Linked DNA regions of Mus musculus: region 1 is linked to region 2. A link is a contact called in public Hi-C data. All regions are on one chromosome and are shown on one strand. Each heading gives the region's core, a stretch centred on a gene start, on an enhancer-like site or on the middle of the called end of the contact. The rest is flanking DNA. Distances are from core to core; before and after follow the strand shown. Region 1 has its middle 42 kb from the start of 2610028E06Rik. Region 2 holds the start of Dnali1 (dynein, axonemal, light intermediate polypeptide 1).

Region 1 (6,536 bases), core at 3,685-6,184, 900 kb before region 2:
CTTCTTGAGTGTCTGTGGACTCTTGGCAGGGGATTGGCTCAGTGGGTAAAGGTGCTTCCTGCTTCCTCTACTGACCTGGGTTTGAGTCCCTGGAATCCACATGTAAAGTTGGATGTAGTACTCTATAACCCCAGTGCTCTTTTTGAAAGTTATTTTTTAATTATGTCTGTGTGTATGTGTGTTTGTGTATGGGTCTGTGCTCGTGAGTGCTGGGCCCTGTGCGATCCAGAAGGCAGCAGATTCCCTGGAACCAGAGTTCTAGGCAGTCATGAGCTGCCTGATGTGGATACTGGGAACTGAACTTGAGTTCCTCCTTAAGAGCAGAATGTAAGATGGGAGGCGAGAGCAGGAAAAATGGCCTGGAAGCTGGTGGGCCGGCTAGCCGGCCGGGAGTGTGAAGGGCAGAATAGAGAGATTCTGCCATCCAAGGTGGAAGGAGAGAACTGACTCCTCAGAGTTGTCCTCTGACCTCAAGCATGCGCATGCGTGGTGGTTTGAATGAGACTGGCCACCATAGGCTCATAGATTTGAATGCTTAGCTAGTCAAAGGTTGGGAAAGATTAAGAGGTGTGGTCTTGTTGGAGTATTGGAGGGGGTGTGGTCTTAGAGGAGGTATTATTACAGAGAATGGGCTTTGAAGTTTCAAAAGCCCAGGCCAGCCCAGTCTGTCTGTCTGTCCATCTGTCTGTTCATCCATCTGTCCATTCAGCGCAACCATGTTCCCCACCATGATGATGACGGACTAACTTTCTGAAACTGTGAAACCAGCCTCCAATTAAATGCGGTTTCTTTCTTTTTTTAAGACTTATTTGCCAGGCGGTGGTGGCACACGCCTTTAATCCCAGCACTCGGGAGGTAGAGGCCGGCGGATTTCTGAGTTCGAGGCCAGCCTGGTCTACAGAGTGAGTTCCAGGACAGCCAGGGCTACACAGAGAAACCCTGTCTCGAAAAACCAAAAAACCAAAAAAAAAAAAAAAAAAAAAAAAAAAAAAAAGACTTATTTTTCTGAGCCTGGCATGGTAGTGCACACCTTTAATCCCAGCACTCCGGAGGCAGAAGCAGTTGGATTTCTGTGAGTTTGAGGTCAGCCTGGTCTACAGAGCAAGTTCCAGGACAGCCAGGAGCTACAAGAAAAAAAAAAAAAAAAAACCACAAGGGGGCTGGAGAGATGGCTCAGTGGTTAAGAGTACCTGCTGCTACTTCCAGAGGACCTGGGTTCAATTCCTAGCACCCATATGGCAGCTCACAACGGTCTGTAACTCATTTTTAAGGAATTGATTCCTTCTTCTGACTGCCTTAGACACCAGGCAAGCATGTGGTATACATATATACATGCAGGCAAAACACTCATATGCATAAAATCAAACAAAACAAAAGGTTTGTTTTTCAAGTTAAGTATATGCGTGGGTGTTGCTGTGTGTGTATGTGGCCATGTGTGGTGGTGCCTCTGAAGGCCAGGAGAGGGTCTCAGGTGCTTTCATTCAAGGTTCTGACCTTGCACACACATAAGTGTGGCGGTTTGAAGGAGACGGAAGGGTTAGGAGGTGTGGCCTTGTTAGAGTATTGGATGGGCGTGGTCTCGGAGTCTGGGAACCAAATTTAAGAAACAACCGATAGGATGAACATAAATATTAACTGAGAGGAGGTTTATTAGACTGACTTAAGGTTGTCCAACGACGAGTGTCTCAATGATGGAAAGACGGAGAATCCAGTATTAGCTCTGTCCAGGAGGCTGGGTATCCCAGCAGTCCTTCTCATGCTGGAGACTGGGAGGAATCCTGGAGAGCTTCTGGTCTTCAGTGTGCACTGAAATCCTGAAGAAATTGGATTTCCCGCCAGCCACAGCAACAAGATACACAAACTTGGCAGTGAGAGTGGGGGCAGCAGACAGGAAGCGACGCATCCTTCTCCCATGTCCTTTCGCGAAGGCCGCCACCAGGAGATGTGACGCAGATTTAGGGTGGGTCTTCTTTCTGCAAATAATCTGATTAAGAAAATCTCATTCTAGAGTGCCCCGCAGTTTGGGTTTAGTTGATTCCAGGTGTAGCAGACGACGAAGCTTAGCTATCATAGGTCCCGTGGAGCTGGAATTGCCGTCAGTTGTGAGCTATGATGTGAGTGGCTGAGACCCAAACTCAGGTCCTCTGCAGGATCAAGAGGTGTCTTGTGGCTAAGGCATTGATCCAGCCTCGTTTCCTAGTTTTCATTCTCCTCAAAATACTTTGTGGTTTCTCCTTTCAGTTACTGACTTACAGGTTATTAAAGGTATTCTCTGTCTCTCTCTGTCTCTGCCTCTCTCTCTCCCTCTGTCTCTCTGTGTGTCTGTCTCTCTCTGTGAGTAGGCACACACATGTCATACAGCATATACCCATGTCAGAGGACAACCTTGTCTGTTGATCCTTGCCTTCTACTTTGGAACATGACCTCTCTTGTTGCCTGCTGCCTATGTCAGGCTGGCTGGCCTTGGAGCTTGCACGGATTCTCCCGTCTCTGCCCTTATCTCCTCATAGGGTGTGCAGAATTGTACCTGCATGCACCACTGTGTCTGGTTTTTAACCTGGGTTCTGGGGAACTCAGGTCATCAGCCTTGCATTGCAAGTGCTTTGCCTACCAGGCCATCTTTCCTCCTTACAGGGTCTGGCACTGAACCTAAAGCTCACTGACTTGACTAGATTGGCTGGCCACTAAAGCCGAGGAATCCCCCTGTTTCCATTCACCAACAGCTGAGATTATAGTTGGGAACTACCCAGCTTGGCTTTTGATGTAGGTGCCAGGGATTTGAACTCAGGTCCTCATGTTCATGCAGCAAGCACTTTGCAGACAAAACCATCTTCCTAGCCCATGATCCTTTAAAATTTCCCATGCATACTTGAAAAGAATATGCATTCTGATGTTGAATGGTGTGTTCTGAAAACATCAATTAGAGCATGCTGTTTATAGTGTTGCTTAAATCTTCTGACTCTTTAGTGATTTTTCTGCCTGCCTGTTTTATCAGTTATTGAGCGATGGATATTGAGATTGCCAGCTATAATTGTGGATCTGTCTGGTTTTTTTGTTGTTGTTGTTGCTATTCTATTTTTTGCATCATGTATTTTGAAACTCGTGATGAGATGCATAAGCAGTTTGAATTGCTGTGTTTTCCTGATTAATTGGCCCATGGTCATTATGATCAGCAATATTGGTATGATCTGAAATATATTTTGTCTGTTGTCAATGTAGTTACTCAGGCTTCTCTTTTCATTAAAAAGTTGTTTTTTGAGACAGGGTCTCATGTCTCTCAGGCTGACCTTGAACTTTAGAGTCTCCCGCTTCCACGACCCAAGCTCATACCTGGCTCAGTTTTTGCTTACTTAGTGGTAGGAAGATATGCCTTTTTACATTCTTCTATTCTTAAGTTTTTTTTTTTTGAGCCCAGGATCTTACTCTGCAGCCCTGGCTGGCCTGTGCTCTCTATGTAGACCAGGTTGGTTTTGAACTCACTTACCTCTGTCTCCGAAGTGCTGGGATTAAAGGTGTGAGCTGCCACATCCTTCACATTCCTCTATTCTTAACCTACTTTATCTTTATATTTAATATACTTATTTTTTGAGACAGGTTCTGTTTAGTCTCAGCTGTCCTGGAACTAGCTATGTAGACCAGTCTGGCCTCAAACCAACAGAGAACCTCCCCCTCTGTCTCTTGAGTGCTAGGATTAAGAGTAAGCACCACCATGCATAGCTTAGTATTTCTTTTGAAACAACAGGTAGTTGAGACTTGCTTTAAAAAAAAAGATTTATTTACTTTTATTTTGAATATTTGGGTGTGCCAGCCGGAGTTTATTATATGCATCTGTGCATGAAGGGGCCTTCTGAGATCCAATTAGAGTGTCCAGTACCCTGGAACTGGAGTTATACCTGGTCATGGGCAGCCATGTGGGTACTGAGAACCAATTCTTGGTCCTCTGCAAGAGCAGAAAGTACTCATAACTGGTAAACCTCATCTCAAGTCTTGTGTTTCTATTTTTATTTTAAAAACCCACCTGACTGTCTCTGCCTTTTTAACTGTGGGTGTTGGGTCATTTACATTTAATATAATTATTGATTACCTGGTTATTTATGTAATAATTGTCTCATCTGTTTGTTGTTCTTTTAGGTTGTACTTCTAAGACTTGTTAGGTGAGGCCAGAGATGGGCATTTAGGACCTTTTATTTCTTGCTGTTCAGGCAGGACTCCAGGCGATCTGCCCATAGCGTGTGAATTAGGCTTTCTAGTTGCAGTAAGCAGGGGTGATTCTGGGATGGAAATGATGGCTCACACTGTCCCCTTTCTTTTGGGTGGTTATGTCCTGGCCTTGGCCATTTTACTGAACACACATGCTGCCCGGTTCTCTGGAGGATGCCTGATAGGGAACTCTGTACACTTACAGTTAGAGCAGGAGGCACAAAAGGACCAAGGACAAGATATCTTCAAAGACCTGCTTCCTATGACCTACTTCAGCTTGGTCCAGTTTCCAAGTATACAGAATCCTCCGGAATAATAGTACCTCCATCTGGGGACCAAATGGTCTAAATATGAGCCCATGGAGGGACTGAAGCCATTAACCACTGTCTAGGCTCTGCCGTTAGTAGAGGGGGACTTCCTCGAGGGCAGAGACTTGGTTAGGGTTGGGTTGCTTGTTTCTAGAACAATGTTGGTATACAGTAGGTGCTTAATGAAACAGAGCAAACATATGAATAGATATTTTTGGGCATTAGGTAAATCCACTTCTTGTGTGACCCTGAACCAGACATGTGACCCCTCAGGTGGCATCCTTAGTGGGTACTGTCCATTCTGCCCATTTATAATGCTGGAGAGGGCCAGGTCTGGATACAAGGATGATTGATAGCTCTAGGCTTTGGATTGGCACTGTCACCACCAGAGGGCGCCCGATGCCCACACTATGGATCGGGGCTTTCCGAAGCTGTCGGATGCAGGTGGTACAGGTTTCAATTCCTGTTGCTCCTTTTCCATGGTTCCCCACTTAGAGACAGCCCTGGGGGGATTTCCCACCGTTGTTTTCCCACATAAAGGAAAGTGCGGGTCCATTAGGGTGAGGACTGTTCTAAATGTTCCATGACTTCTTCTGTGTGCTAGACTCCAAACCTTACCTTGGACAAGATAAGGACATTCCTAGTGTTCTAGAGCTGGGTCCTCTTAGACCCAGGAAAACCCTTCACCCAAGGTCACATCTCAGCTGTGGGTGTGTTTGGTCCCAATGAACCTCCTGTTCTGAGTGTGCCCATGGCCTCGGAACCGGTCTCTTTCCAGTTATGCTCTTTTACCCAACTGCAGCCCCAGAGCCTTTGCTTTGCTGTTCCCTCCAACAACACTGTCCCTGCCGTTCTTCATACAGTTGGCAATTCAGGCGGCAGGTCAGGTGCTCCCTCCCAGAGAAGTCTTAAGTGTCGATACCCGACTCCATCCAACCACCCGCTTGTTTTGCGTCCTCTAGAAATGGTTCTCAATCTAGGGGTCACGACCCCTGGGGCTCTAAAGACCCTTTCACAGATATTTATAATCGTGACCTTCTAAAGACCCTTTCACATTTATTCAGATTTCACATTTATTCACAACAGCAGAAGAATTGCCGTTATGAAGTAGCAATGAAAACAATTTTGTTGGGGGTTACCATAATACCAGGAGCTATTGAAAGGTTGCAGCGTTAGGGAGGTTGAGAACCACTGTTCTAGAGCATTTTTAACCCCTCTGAAGTCAGCCGTGTTCCTGGTTTCTGATGGCTAATGCTGTCAGTTATTAGAAGGAAGGCCCATGGCCAGCGTGTTTCCAGAAAGGCTCTGTATTGCACTTGGCAGTGGGAGAAGCCATGTGGGCACTTCTGAGCGAGGGAGTGATAGGGCGGTGGGCTGCTTGTCACCCCCATCCTCAGACACCTAAGTGGAACTTTAGTTCCTCCTGCTTAAACTCTGGGTTTTTGTTGTTGTTGTTGCTGCTGTTTTGTTTTGTTTGCCAGTGAGGGGGACAGGGTGGTGGCTAAGAGTCACAGGGGGAAGAGAGATTTTTCTCTGGGTACGCTTTTGTGTGAATTATGAATTACACGCCTATATTGACTATTGGAAACGATGAGTGAGAGGCTGGGGAGATGCCTCAGTGGGCAAATTGTATACAGCCACGAGGACCAGAGTTTGAGCCCCAGACACCGAGTAAAAAGCCAGGTGCTTTGGCAAGCTTTTTAAATCTCAGCACCAGGGAGGTGGAGACATGGGGATCCCTGGGGTTCACTGGCCAGCGGCTTAGCTTAACTGACCAGCCTCACATCAACCAATGAGAGGGTGCCATCTCAACACACACACACACACACACACACACACACACACACCACACACACACACACACACACACACACACACACACACACCAGAACAAATACACTTCCCCCTCCAAACTACAACATCAAAACCCCCTGCAGGGCGGCTGCTACCTCAGCTGATCAGAGGTGAACCATTACCTCATACAGTCACAGGCACATGTAACCCTATGTTACTGCACCAACACGGACA
Region 2 (6,370 bases), core at 58-2,557:
GGCTCGCTTACCGGGCTCGGCTCCCGCGGTGACCCGAGTGGCCAGGCTCGGCGGCGGGCGGGGACAGGCTAGCGGCTGGAGCGTCGGGCCGGCGGTGCGCGACGGGTTCGGGGCTCAGACGCTCCTGTTTCACCACCACGGTCGTCAGAGCGTCGCCTGACCGGTGTCGCCGCCGGCCGCTCCGCTCCCGCTCGCTTTTCCCCGCCTTCATCCTGCGGCCCGACCGAGAGTCACTTGCACGGTCCGTTGAGCCACTTGAGCCGTAGGAAGTGACGGACAGCTTTGCACTTCCGCTTCCGGGCAGCGCGCTATCCCAGAAGCCTTCACGGTGTCGGCCCCCCTGATGGGCGGGGCCCCAGGTGTTTGAGTCTCAGACGCTGGGGACGCCGGCGCGAGTGGCCACGGGGTCCCCGCTGCTGGGAGGTGTGGCTGGAGTACTGAAAAGGCAGGGCCAACCCCCCGGGAGGCTGAAGCAGGAGGATCGCAGTAATTTCGAGGCCAACCTGGGCAATTTAGTGAAACTGTCTCAAAATCTGAAAAAGTTGTAGCTCGGATAGATCGCAAAGCTCTGAATTCATCCTCAGCACCGCCAAATAGAAATCAAGAGTTAAAAGGGGAGGGAAGGCTGAGATTGTAGCTTAGTTACCGAGCGAGCGTTTGCCTCGCGAGTACGAAGCCCTGGATTAGTCCCCAGAACCTCAAAAAAATATATATGACAATCTCCCCCCCCCCCCGTCATAGTCAGGTTTTCAGTGTACCCTGGCTGTTCTAGAAGTCACTCTATAACCAGGCTGACCTTGAACTCTGCCTCCCTCTGACTCCCAAATGCTGTCATTAAGGTGTGTGGTACCATCGCCCAGCTTTTTTTTTTTTTTTTTTTTTTTTTTTTTGAAAAAAGAAAAAAACCTGTGGGAAAGCTAACCCAGCTCTGTTCCTTGCGCGTTATTAGTAGTTACGAAACACAGACACTCAACAATGTGAAACTCTTTTTTGTTTCTTGAAATAGTGTCTCTATATAGCCTTGGCTGTCCTGGAATCCACAAAGATCTGCCAGCCTCTGGCTTCCAAATGCCAATCGTCGCCAAATACTCTATAGAGTCACTAGATGACTTCCGTTTTAATCAAAGGTGGTCTGTCCATTTCATCATAAACCGAAACAGACCTAACGCTAGGGGTCCAGTCTTCTTTACTAAGAAACTTAGTGCTTGCGGAGAAAGCACAGTAGAACAAAACTTGCACGCGGCCGGCACCGCCTTCCTCAGAGGCCCCGCCCCATCCATGGGGCAAGGAGAGGAGGGGTTTCCATGGTGATCGCAAACAAGACTCCACAGGGGCCGCTACGGAGTTGTTACCCCTACTGCCACCATGATACCCCCAGCAGACTCTCTGCTCAAATATGACACCCCGGTGTTGGTGAGCCGGAATACAGAGAAACGGAGCCCCACGGTATGAACAGGCGTCTCAGGGGACGCGAGATCCTACAAACTCCCATGGGGAAAAGACATCCCAGCTTTGAGGATCTCTGGAATTTCAGGGGACAGATTGCTGGGGCTGACAGCCAAGGGAATTGGGACAGGGATGGAGGTTGGGAGAAGAGAACAAGAAGCCTAGCTATGACCTTAGAGGACAAATTTAAGATGAGAAAAGTCACATGGAAAAGATGGGGTTTGTGGTAGTCAAGTCCAAGAAGAGGTCTGGTAGTGACTTACCTTCGTCTAGAGAGTCAGAACAGAGGCCTGACCACTCATTCTAGAAACACCAGTTCAAACACAGGGTCAGAGCCAGATATCCCTCGTGGGATATCTCCAGCTCATATTTCCTTTAAGATCACAGATGAGGGAAATAGGCTGGAAATGGGGACGGCTGTACAAGAGACCTAGGAAAATCTGGAGGTACTAGACTGATCAACCTGTCTCTTCTTAGGCTCGGCCACTGAAAGTCACCATCCAGCAGCCTGGACCCTCTAGTACAAGCCCACAGCCACCCAAGGCCAAGCTGCCCTCAACTTCCTGTGTCCCAGATCCTACCAAACAGGCAGAAGAAATCTTAAATGCCATCCTGCCTCCAAGGTAGAGAGAGAGATGGTGGTGGGGAGCCCACAGTGACTAGGGGAAGGTCTAAGCTCTTGGTCCAGAACATAGGTGTCTTCCTGTGCCCTACCTTGGGTTTCCTCTCAGCTTTCTGGAGTTCATGGGGTCTCAGTATGGTTGTATGTTTGCAGCCAAGCAGGTACCCTCTAAATCCATGCCCTCCACGTTCTGAGCACTCTTCTGACTTTAGATGTCTGCTTTAACATATAGGTCTTCTAGACCAGTCCTCTTCCTTCTAAACTCCATTCTTTGGTCCCTCCATCAAGAGTCCTCATAGAGAGCCTGGTGTGCCGGCATGTGCTTAATCCCAGCACTCTGCAGGACATAGGAGAATTGCCTCAAAGTCAAGACCAGCCTGGACTACAAAGGGAGTACTAGGCCGGCTAGCGCCACATGCAAAGTTGTGTCGCAAAAGCCCATAAATGTCTAACAAGGCAAGGCCCAGTGAGCTCAGGAGGCAGAGGCAGGAGGATCAGAGTTTGAAGCTAGCCTGGGCTACACAGCCTAGCTAGAACTCTCAAAAACCCTCCACCTAATAGTCTTATGCATGCCCACACCAATGAGAACCACTGAGAACCTGTGAACTTCTCCAGAGATGGAGGCCAAGAGAGAGAGGTGTCATTTACTAGTGGATCCTCTCCCACCAACTTAGAAGTTTCTCCCTCTCTTGCCGTTCTGCCCACAAGTCTGTCACTGCAGAATTCGGGTATTCCTCCAGCACAGAATTCACTATGGGCAGCCATTGCAAACACAGCACTTTCAGAACCTCCACACTCCCAACACACACAAATGCTTCCTCGTGGCTTGCATGAGGTTTATGGTGTTCTGTGTCGCCACCATAAGCCAGTGTGGGGAATTCCCATTGCATCTTCTATTCGAATCAAGCAACATGACCACACATCTGTCCTCAACACGCTAGGCAGGTATGACCTGGAACAGAGGGTTGTAGTCTTGTGGAGAACAGAGACTGTCCATCTACCCAATGTTAAGGTAGGTGTCCTGAGGAGGCGGCAGAGTGGGCGTGGCTTGGGAAAGAGTAGGAAGTGGGGGTGGCATGATGGCAATGCTGCCTATGCCCACCCCCTGCTCCTGCTCAGGCAGAGTTCCAAGGGCCCTCTGCTCAGATTCGGTGACTTGTATCTGTGTCACAGGGAGTGGGTGGAAGACACACAGCTATGGATCCAGCAGGTGTCCAGCACACCCAGCACCAGAATGGATGTGGTGCATCTCCAGGAGCAGCTGGACCTGAAGCTGCAGCAGAGGCAGGCCAGGGAGACAGGCATCTGCCCTGTGCGCAGGGAACTCTACTCCCAGTGTTTTGGTGAGTAGCCTTGGTGGTGTGAGCACCACACACTCTCTGCCTCCTTCTAGCACAAAACCAAGCTCTGGTTACCCCAAGCCAACCACCCCCCTTCGGAAATCATCACAACTTACAAGAGTCGATTTTTTCCTTCTGCCAGATGGATGCTAGGGAGTGGCTCAGGTCATCAGGCTTGGTGGCTTTTACCCACTGAGCCATCTCACTGCTCCCTCCCTTTGATAGGTTTTTGGAGTAAGGTAAGAACTCCATTTTAGCTGGATATGGTGGTATATGCCTTTAATACAGGCTGGTGAGATGGCTCAGTGGGTAAGAGCACCCGACTGCTCTTCCGAAGGTCCAGAGTTCAAATCCCAGCAACCACATGGTGGCTCACAACCATCTGTAATGAGATCTGACGCCCTCTTCTGGCATGTCTGAAGACAGCTACAGTGTACTTACATATAATAAATAAATAAATCTTTCAAAAAAAAAATACAGGCCCTTGGGAGGTAGAGGCAGGGACAGGTAGATCTTTCTGGCTCGAGGTCAGTCTGATTTGCATAGTGATTTCCAGGCTAGCCAAGGCTACCTCTAAAAAAAGACTTTTAACTTTGAGTCTTTGTTTTGTTTTTTTTTTTATCCAAAGATTTCCATAATAAGTCTATGCTAATATAGGTCTCAATATCTAGTCCTGGCTGGCCTGGCCTCACAGAGATCTGCCTGCCTCTGCCTCCTGAGTACTAGGGTTAAAGGTGTGTGTCATAAGCCAGGCATGGTGGCACATGCCTTTAATCCCAACACTTAGAGCACCCGACTCTATTCACAATTTCTGAGTTCGAGGCCAGCCTGGTCTACAGAGTTAGTTCCAGGACAGCCAGGGCTACACAGAGAAACCCTATCTCAAAAAACCAAAAAAAAAAAAAAACCAAAAAAAAAAAAAAAGGTGTGTGTCATTACTCCTGGTATTACATTTTTAAAAAATCATTTATTTATTTATTTATTTATTTATTTATTTATTTAATGTATATGAATTTGCTGTAGCTGTCTTCAGACATACCAGAAGAGGGCATCAGATAACATTACAGATGGTTCTGAGCCACCATGTGGTTGCTGGGAATTGAACTCAAGACCTCCAGAAGAGCAGCCAGCTCTTAATCGCTGAGCCATCTCTCCAGGCTTGGCATTATTTTTTTTAACTTATTTTTCATAATCAAATGAACATCCCTGGAAACTTATACACACAACTAACATAATATGGACTGAGCAAGAAATATATAAATTCATACACACACACACAGATACAGACACACACACACACACACAGAGGAACTAACACATGTAGCCAGTTCTTTGCTACTTTGTGGGTTCTTTTTCTTCCTCCCTTCTCCCCACTTTTCCACTCTTTCAACCCCCTAACACTAGATAGGAGAGGAAGAAGGATAGAAAGGAAAGGGGGTGACATTATCATTAGAGTACTTCTTGCTGAGTAGGGGCATGGAGTTGCTTAGAGCCAGCTGGATCTTCTCACAGGATATCTAGTTTCCTCTTCTCATTGTTTCTTTTTTTTTTAAGGTTTATTTATTTATTATATGTAAGTACACTGTAGCTGTCTTCAAACGCACCAGAAGAGGGCATCAGATCTCATTACGGATGTTTGTGAGCCACCATGTGGTTGCTGGGATTTGAACTCAGGACCTTCGGAAGAGCAGTCAGTGCTCTTACCCGCTGAGCCATCTCACCAGCCCATTTGTTTCTTTTTTTGTGCACAACTACTTAATAACAACCAACAGCAAACAACCAACAACCCACCTTCACCCCCGAATCTTGGGGCCCTAGTATGTATGAAAAGTTCCCAGAATTCCAAATATCACACGGTTACAGAAACTACCTGCAGCTGACAAACCCACGCCTCTGCTAGAGCATGAGGCAAATCATAGTCAGCTGGTGAACAACTTGAAGCAGCCTCATACCCCACACCTGGAATTAGATCGAAAACATCTTCTTATAAAATGTCTGTGTTTTTTTTTAAAGAAACCAAAATCTTTACTAAACACACACACAACAACAACAACAACAACAACAGAGTCTATGGATTTGAAACACTGGGGGGAGGTGTACATGGGAGACGTTGGAGGAAGGAAAATGATATAATTTTTATAAACCTCAAAAATAAAATATATTTTCACACCATTTTTTTTGAGACAGGGTTTCTCTGTGTAGCCCTGGCTGTCCTGGAACTCACTCTGTAGACCAGGCTAGCTTCGAACTCAGAAATCTGCCTGCCTCTGCCTCCCGAGTGCTGGGATTAAAGGTATGCATCACCACTGCCTGGCCATTTATTTTATTCTTAGTGTGTGTGTGTGTGTGTGTGTGTGTGTGTATGCACACATGCTCTGTGTATGCAGATGCCTGTGGAGGACAGAAGAGGGCATTGGATACCCTAGAGCTGGAGTTACAGGCAATTGTGAACTACCATAGACATGGATGCTAGGAACCAAACTCTGGTCCTCTGGAAAACTAGCCAGTGCTCTTAAACATGGAGCTAGCTCTCCAGTCCAATGAGCTAATATTTTAATCAGAAAATTAATAATGACCTCTATGTCTATCCAATAATACTCAGTCCACACTCCAGAAAAATGCTGCTGCTGTTTGTAGTTGGACGGCATGAGAATTGAAGATGTTCCCACTGCGTACCGATGTCTGTATGAGAATTGAAGATGTTCCCACTGCCTACCGATGTCTGCCCTAATGCTATGGGCTCCCAACTGCAAACTCTCCCAATCTCTCAGGCAGCTTCAGCTCCAGCAAGGTGGCTTTAGCCTGCTCAGTATGAGTGTGGTTTGCCCTCCAATTTGAAGACTTATAAAGGGGGAGAAGCAAGTTCTTGACCCTGCTGTTCTTAGTCCCAAACAAGCCAACAGCAGCCCCCACCCCCAACCTCCCAGACAGGGTTTCTCTGTGTAGCCCTGGCTGTCCTGGA

What was found. A called contact is a pair of places that touch in the nucleus more often than the background predicts.
Region 1: a contact with region 2 is called in a Hi-C map of B cells, with 10 read pairs. The contact joins the enhancer-like site here to the promoter of Dnali1 in region 2. A contact is called at or near these places in 1 of 39 promoter capture datasets (embryonic stem cells), 1 of 484 Hi-C or Micro-C datasets (B cells) and 5 of 115 datasets of contacts at active chromatin or transcription factors (embryonic hindbrain, embryonic stem cells, large pre-B cells and 1 more).

Annotation. Positions count from the first base shown.
Region 1 is chr4:125,961,304-125,967,839 of GRCm38.p6, reverse strand. No RefSeq gene overlaps it. Among named protein-coding and RNA genes, the nearest start is that of 2610028E06Rik, 42 kb to the right of the region's middle. Within about 2 kb of position 4,934, at least 4 of the 459 cell types and tissues checked have an H3K27ac peak or open chromatin away from gene starts, as enhancers often do. A contact at or near this core is called in B cells, where this site is marked.
Region 2 is chr4:125,060,594-125,066,963 of GRCm38.p6, reverse strand. Dnali1 (dynein, axonemal, light intermediate polypeptide 1) reads left to right here and starts at 1,307. Exons shown (of 6, transcript NM_175223.4): 1 at 1,307-1,446; 2 at 1,924-2,069; 3 at 3,242-3,411. The coding sequence starts at 1,366. Snip1 (Smad nuclear interacting protein 1) reads right to left here and starts at 292. Exons shown (of 4, transcript NM_175246.5): 1 at 12-292. The coding sequence starts at 211.